Regions from separate parts of the Rattus norvegicus genome. Here region 1 is linked to region 2. The links are chromatin contacts, called in public Hi-C maps. All regions are on one chromosome and are shown on one strand. The core of a region is the stretch at or near the end of the contact, and the rest is flanking DNA. Distances in the headings are between cores, read along the strand shown.

Region 1 (3,780 bases), core at 656-3,155, 200 kb after region 2:
CCGGGCTCTCGAAGATGTCCAGTGCCTCTTCAGCATCGCGGTGCTGCCGGTAGGTCATCCAGCAGCAGGGTTCCACATCTGTCTCATCGATACCCCAGAAAGTGAGCTCTTCCTCAAAGAGAGGCCCACAGACGTCTGCGGGGCAATGCAGCTTGCCCGTGCGGTAGTAGTTGAGCACATAGGCAAAAACACCCGGGTGCCGATCAAAGAAGAACTCACAGCCCCCGCCGCCGCCGCTGCTGCCGCTGCTGCCTGCACCGCCGCCATCCGACTCTGGCCGACCCCCGCCGTCGGGATCCGCCAGCCAGGCAAGGCGGGTGCCCGGTAGGGTGCGCAGGGTGCTGCGGTAGGTCTCATGTCGCGTGCCGCCCACGTTGATGATGATCTTCTCCGACGCCTCGCCCTTGGCCATCTCCTCCTTCAGACATGTTTTGGACGGAGGCTTGTTCCCCGACTTGCGCCCGCGGTAGGAGGAGACACACACCGAGCTGATCATAAGAAGCGCTGCGGGGCTCCGGCTTGGGGCGGCCGCTGCCCTCCAAACACCCTTCCCAAGGAGGCAGCGTCAGAACGGGGAGGGGGAGGAGACGAGAAGGAGGAGGAGGTGGTGGAGGAGGAGGAGGCAGGAGGTGGTGGCGGCCCCTTCTGCAGAGTGGCTCTGCCCCTGCCTCCCCCCCACCCCACCCCCCCGGGGCTCGGAGCAGGAAGAGTTGGCTTTTTGTGGTGCACAGGTGGTTGGGATTTGGCAGGAAGAACCTAGGGGAGGCAGGAGGTGAAGACCAGGGTCGAGGACTCAATCCAAGGGGTCCGGGGTCTCAGAAGGTTGAGGCAAGCACAAGGATGCTCCGGGCCGGGGACACGCCCCCCCCAACCCCAGAAAGACAGAGAAGCGCACAGTCCCAGAGCACTGCCAGGGTCCGCAGCGCGCTCGCTCGCTCACACTCACACGGGCCACCTTTTGGCTCCTAGAACCCGGCGAGCCTGGACGCGGCAGGGTTTCTCCGGGCGGCGGCAGCGGCGGAGGCAGCAGCGTAACAGCAACAAGTCTTCGGAGTGGCTACCGGGGCCAGGCGGATGTTCTTACGGTAGCCAGAGCTCTGCGGGGCCGGGCAGTGTGCGGTCAATTCGAGGCGGCGGTGGCGGGCATGTGGCCTGTTGCCCCCATTCATAAATCCAGCGCGGAGCACCGATGGCGGGCGGGGCTGAGCCGAGCGAGACGGACCAGCGGGTGGGAGCTGCGCAGGACCAGGCGACAGGAAAACAAGCGCGCCCGCTGCAGCGAGCCTGGGTCCTGCGTCCGCGGCCGGGAGCTGCGCGGGGCTGGGTGCAGCGCTGCGGGGGCCGCGCCGGGACGGGGAGGGGGGGATTCAGACGGGGCGTCCTGCGCGGCGCAGAGCCTGGAGGGCGGGGCTGCTCTGAAGAGCCAGGCACCCAGTGCTGGCGGAGGAGTGTCCCGGGCGGTGGCCGAATGGTCAAGGACACCTGCAGGCTTCCGAGGCCGCTCCAAGAGGGAGCCTCAGCGCAGCGCCCCGGCGCCGGGTTCCTGCGATCTGGCGGCGCCGGGAGCCGCGCCATCTGCGCGTCTGCCCATCTCCGGGCGGGGCGCCGGCCTTGGCTCCTTGCTAGGGGCGGGCGCGAGGTGGTCTAGGGATGGGAGCGCCTGGGCGCCAGAGGAATGGGGCTCAGAGGTTTCTGCGACTCCCTCCCGCGATGACAGAGGATGCGACGCTCCAAGTGGCGCCTTTTCCTCTCGGCCTCGCTTGACCCGGGCGCGCCCTCCGGGGGGCGGGGTGGGCGCGGCAAGGCGCAAGGCAGACCTGGGGCGTTGCGGAGCTCCGGCAGCAAAGCTCAGCCTTCATCCGCGCATCCCAGCCCAGCGGAGGCGCGTAACCCGCTAGCAGCCAGTGCCCAGCGTCGCGCGCCGCCCCTGCGCGCCTCCGCTGCCATCCCCTCTCTGCCCCACTCCCCGCCTCTCCCTAGCCCTCAGCTCCACCCACTGCAGCCCTTGGTGACACCCAAGCGCTCTCGACCCCTGACCTTTAACCTCTCTTCCTGTCTCTTTCTCTACACCTCTTACAGCTACCCCGCTCGTATTGTTGTGGTTTCACTGTTTCATTGTGGCTGACTGGAAGCCAGGATGGAATAGAGTGGCAAGACTGTACATCAAAGAAGAGACTGTCCTCTCCTCTTCCCGAAACATGGTCTGACCACCGTGGCCCCATCCTGTGTCTTGGACACTCTGGATCTTGATATTTATGATCTCTGACATAGTCACCACAGCTTCCACCTTGGAGCCAGGACAGCATGGCCTTGGGCAGAGAAATGTTTCTGGTCTAGGTGGAGGGAAGCTCTAAGCCTGCTGCTGTCCGTGGAGAAATGGTTTATGAGTGTGTTCCTGAAGATGATCAGGTCGAAGGCCTGGCTCCCTGTTGCAGTGAAGGGAACCTAGGAGACGCCACACTCTTCCTCATGCTATCTTAGGGTCCTACTGCTGTTCCAGTCCTTGCACTTGTCTCTGCCTTGTCTTCTCTCCCAGACTGCGGGTTCCTCTAGGCTGCACTGTGCTTTTTCATCTCGATAACACCCACAGTGGCCGCCTCTGAGGACCTATTTGCTAAGTAATTGAGAAGCTGCTGTATCCAAAACATGAAGCATTAGACTTTGTTGGCCTTCTCCCAGAAGCAATTTCCAGATTCATTAGTTTTAGGGTTTTTTTTTTTTTTAAGCGTAGAACCACACCTACATCTTTAATATCCTCCCTCTTCATCTCTTCCCCTTCTCTCTGCTTCAGGAACTCTGGGAGATACAGGGAGGACTTTTAAACAGAAGTACAAGGTGATTGACACATCACACCTGACCACCTGACACTACATGTGCGTACCACCTGAGATCTGGAACAGGCAGCTCCGAGAGAGGTTAAAGGGCCAATGTAAACGCAAGGGATTTCTATAAAGCAAAGGTCTTGTCATTAATGAGGGTTTTAAAACCCCAGAAAACAAAAGCAAAACAAACAAACAAACAACCCCAAATTATCATGTGTACTAGCATTCAGGACAGGCCCATACCACCATCTTGACTGTAGTTAGAAGCACTCATTTGTGGGTATCCTCTTTGGGTACTCCCTTACTCTTAGATATTATGTCTGGATTCCAGAGTTTAGTGCAGCAAAAGAAATACTTCAACATGACTGAGAAGAGAAGATCGAGGACTGCCTAGGACCGAATTGAGAAAGGAAGCACTACCAAGAGGATATTGATGTCCTGACTGTGATGACATTAAAGTCCTCTCAGGATTGTGTCCTGGCCAAAAAAACAAACAAAAACAAAACAAAACAAAACAAAAAAACAAAAAAAAACCTTCTCTTCACTTTCCACTCTTCAGCCTGAGAAAAGAGACAAGTGGCTAGTGCTGGCAGGAGAAAGGAAGGAAGCAGGCTACAGCATCCCAAATTTGATTTGTTGATTCATTGAGCACACAGTACTTTCCAGAAGCTGTTCCAGACACTGATCACACATCTGTCTCCAGCCCCGGGAGAGCTCTGTCCAGTTTGTGCTTCCATCCTGCAATACTGGTGGGATGGGGATGAGTGTCTGGGGAGCACAGAGGGGGAGCCTTGCCAGGAAAAAAAAAGAGGCAATGAAGGAAGAGAGGTAGATGAGAAAGCTGCTGTGTAGCTAGAGGGCCTCAAGAAGAGCTCAGGAAAAATGTGTTAAAGGTATTCTGAGACAGTTTAGCCCTAAGCTCTTGAATAACCTGCCTCATGGGCCTTTCCCAGATTCC
Region 2 (3,749 bases), core at 445-2,944:
GCTGCACAGGAAGGGGTAGAGATGAGCCATGGATACACCATGGTTTTCATAAAACCTTCGCAGTGAAAACCTTCACAGTGTAAATAACACACACACACACACACACACACACACACACACACACACACACACCATAAAAAAAAAAAAAAGCACAGTATCGGGCTATAAGAATATCCAACCAGCACAACAATGGTACCACCAGGGCAGAGGGTGGGGAGGGGACACAAGAGCAACTTAACTGGTCACTAATAAACAGAAAATTCACTTTAGGCATTTGGGGTGTTTTGCAGCTATTACAAACAAAGCAAATAAAAACTTACTGCCATGAAAAGATACTTATAATAAATTCTGTGAAGAACCCTGCTACAGAATTCAGAATTGTATATATAATATGTACGTTGCTTTTGCATTAAAAAACATTACAAATAATACATTTGCATATAGCCATATGGAAAAGATAGTCTCCAAAACACCCTTATCAGTCTGCACAGTAGGACTGCGGCGGGTGGTTAGTTTATTCTAAAGTGTTGGTTGGGGATTTAGCTCAGTGGTAGAGCGCTTGCCTAGCAAGCACAAGGCCCTGGGTTCGGTCCCCCCCAAAAAAAGGAGAAAAGAAAAAAAGAAAAAAAATAGTTTATTCTAAAGTGTTTATACTGGTTACCAGTGAACCCAGCATTTGGGAAGTAAAGGCAGAGAGATCAGTAGTTCAAGGCCAGCTGCAAAGACTCTGCAAATTTGAGGCAACGAGGAGTTATATGACATACTGTGTCTAAAACAAAAAAAGGAAATATAAAATTTAAAACTCAGTTATTTCAAAGTAATAATACATGGTCTTCACCATCACCTAAACCTAATTTCTTTTCCTAAAACTTCCAACCACCTAGCTATCAGAAGTATCAATGCAAATTAAATTTGGCACATGGCAGTAAATCAGAGGACGGAGGTGGGAGGATTCGAGGCCAGCCTGTGCACCATTGTTGTTAAGATTCTGACACTTTCCCACCATTTAGTTTGGGGTTTCAACCTGTGCCATCTCTTCCTTTAGTCCCTTGTGTGCACCCCTCTCCATCGGTCCTGTGTGATCGGTTATTTCTCCGATACTGGTGAAATGAGTCAATTTAAACCAGACTAGATTATGTTAAAGGTAGGTTTATTGGGAAGTTGCTCTCCGTGGGCGATTCACATCCCCAAGGACCAAGGCCAGGGAAGTCTCCATGGGGAAAGAGGGGGTGGGGGAGGGAGGGAGAAAGAGAGAAGGGGGCATGCATGCAGAGAGAGAAGAGAGGGAGAGACCAAAATGTCTAGATTATGTAAAGAGGAATCTCTGGGGGAAGGGCAGCCCAGACCCTGGGTTGCAAAATTCAGGGCTGGGAATATGGCATGCCAGCTAGGGATTGAGGGATGTTGTGAGAACCTGAAGTCCAGGTATGCTATGATATGTAAAGTATACACCCCAGTCTCTTGTCCTGGAGTCAGAAACCGAAGACTGTCTTCTTGGCGATTGCCCTATTGCCTAGATGAGACCCTGCCGGATCTGCCTGGTTACTTTAAAACTTAAACAAGATCTACCTCTGGTTAGGACTGGACATTGTTTGAACCAAAATCCAAAGGTTAAAAATCACTAAGACCAAATGCTAGGCCAGGAAAAGGCCCTGGGGCCCGACCTCAGACCTCCTTGCGGATGGAGAATAATCTGAAGGCCCATTACACCGAATCAAATGCCAGCTAATGCCGGTTCTGTAGTGGTAGCTATGTCTTTTCGTAAAGAGTGCGAACGCGGCGCCACGATGAATTTGTTCCCTCTGGAGACGCCGTCCGCGCGCCCGCCTCGGTCAAGTCACGTGACCGAGGCTTGCTGTGAAGGAGGAAGTGTTTTGCCGAGGGGTCTTGGGCTGGGGCGGACAGTGTACGGGATGGAGGCGACTTTGGAGCAGCATTTGGAGGACACGTGAGTAGTGCGTGCAGCACGTCCTGGGCTCGGGACAGGGGGCTGGAGTGGGACAAGCCGCATGGACCGCGAGTGTTTCCGGATGCCTTCGGGGCGCTGGGCGGCGAGCAGGTGACTTCTGCAAACAACTGGGCCGCTCGTGACTGGATATTAAAGTTTTGCTAGGCTCTGTGAGCTTCTTTGTAGAGCTAGAGTCTTGCGGGCCCAAGCGAGAGAGGCCCAATCAGCTGTCGTGTTGAAGTTGTCCTTACAGTCGAGTAGCTCTTCAGAAGTTTGGGAAACGGATTAAGTTTGGGGAAGGGTGTCCCAGGTGTGCTAAACTGAGCCCCCGCGGTGCAAAAGCACACGCACATCGTCCTGTGTTTGTAACCCATCAGTTACTCAGCGCTTGTGAAGTAAATACATCCGTTAAGTTTTTCGGCTATCTCTAAAATTTAAAATTGGGAGGTCTTACAAGAAGACGCGCTCCCTTCAGCTTCTTAATCCCTTCCAGGAGCAATTTCTGTTACTTAGATTCGTAACAGTTTTCTTAATGAGTTGCTGTCCTAGAGCATGCTTTTATACCAAGGACAGAACCCTATAGATAACTGCATTGTTTGTGGCTTTGTGAAGCAGAGGTACCTGGCTCAGTCTGTTGTGAAAAAAAAAATCCTTTCTTTATTTAAACTACTCACAGTTTTTCTTTTGGAAGGGGAAGAAGTTTTTTTAAGGACTGATTTGAAGTGGTTAATACTCGGTGCATAGAAAACCTGTTTGTGCTACAATAATTTGAAGTATTTTCTTAATATCATCTGGTTCATTTTTCTTGCGCTCCCAAAATTAGAATGAAGAATCCATCCATTGTTGGAGTCCTATGCACAGATTCACAAGGACTTAATCTGGGCTGTAAGTGTCTGCTACTAGCCTCCCTTTGGAGTTCACTGGGAGTCTTAACTTACTTTGCTACTATTTTGTAGTTTTATTCCTGTTACTGTTGGGGTACAGAGATTATCTCTAATTAAGAGTAGATAATTGAAGCCTTTCAGTTGTTTTTTAAAGGCAGAAATATTCCTCCCAGTTCTACCGTTGGTTCTACTAAAATGGTTTTGAATAAATTTTAAGTGGTCTGGAAGAGGGCTTTAGATAAGGAAAATCATTGCTGAATGCAGTCTCTGTGCAGGGACTGTGCAGTAAGTTATTGTCAGTAAAAAAAATAGGGATTTCATAGTTAGACACATTTGACTTCAACCCCATTCTCCTATGCTGTCTGCTAGCAATGTGAGTTCAGAACAGAGGGAGCCTCTTGGGGCTTCAGTTTCTTCACTGGGTTGATTTCATATATATATGTGTGTGTATGTATACATATAATTGTGTGTGTATCTTTGAAGAGTTACATGTGTTGGGCTCTTAATTACCAGACACCCTTATTATTATTATTATTATTATTATTATTATTATTATTATTATTATTATTCCTCCTCCTCCTCTTTTTTTTTTTTTTTTAAACTTAACTCTACATGACCCTGACTGTCCTGGAACTCACTTTGTAGACTAGGCTGGCCTGTAACTCAGAGATCTGCCTGCCTCTATCCCTTGAATGCTGGGAACAAAGGTGTGCACCACCACACCCAGCCAGGCACCATTCTTAGTGTTTTGCATTCTAAAACTTAAATATCCCCCCCCACACACTCCCAGAGTCCTTTATGGTAAAGAAATTAAACTTGGAGCTTAAGTACCTCACCCTGGGTCATAGAACTAATGAATGGTTGAGATAGGATGTTTTTAAAGCTGGCTCCAAAGCTTGAAACACTCGGTACAGAAC

The links. A called contact is a pair of places that touch in the nucleus more often than the background predicts.
Region 1: a Hi-C map of mammary epithelial cells shows a contact between it and region 2, with 3 times the contacts expected there. The contact joins the promoter of Kcnc4 here to the promoter of Lamtor5 in region 2. A contact is called at or near these places in 3 of 12 Hi-C or Micro-C datasets (the Rat2 cell line, Schwann cells and mammary epithelial cells).

The regions. Positions count from the first base shown.
Region 1 is chr2:197,786,528-197,790,307 of GRCr8, forward strand. Kcnc4 (potassium voltage-gated channel subfamily C member 4) reads right to left here and starts at 1,906. Exons shown (of 4, transcript NM_001415110.1): 1 at 1-1,906. The coding sequence starts at 496.
Region 2 is chr2:197,586,548-197,590,296 of GRCr8, forward strand. Lamtor5 (late endosomal/lysosomal adaptor, MAPK and MTOR activator 5) reads left to right here and starts at 1,695. Exons shown (of 4, transcript NM_001106462.1): 1 at 1,695-1,948; 2 at 2,772-2,833. The coding sequence starts at 1,719.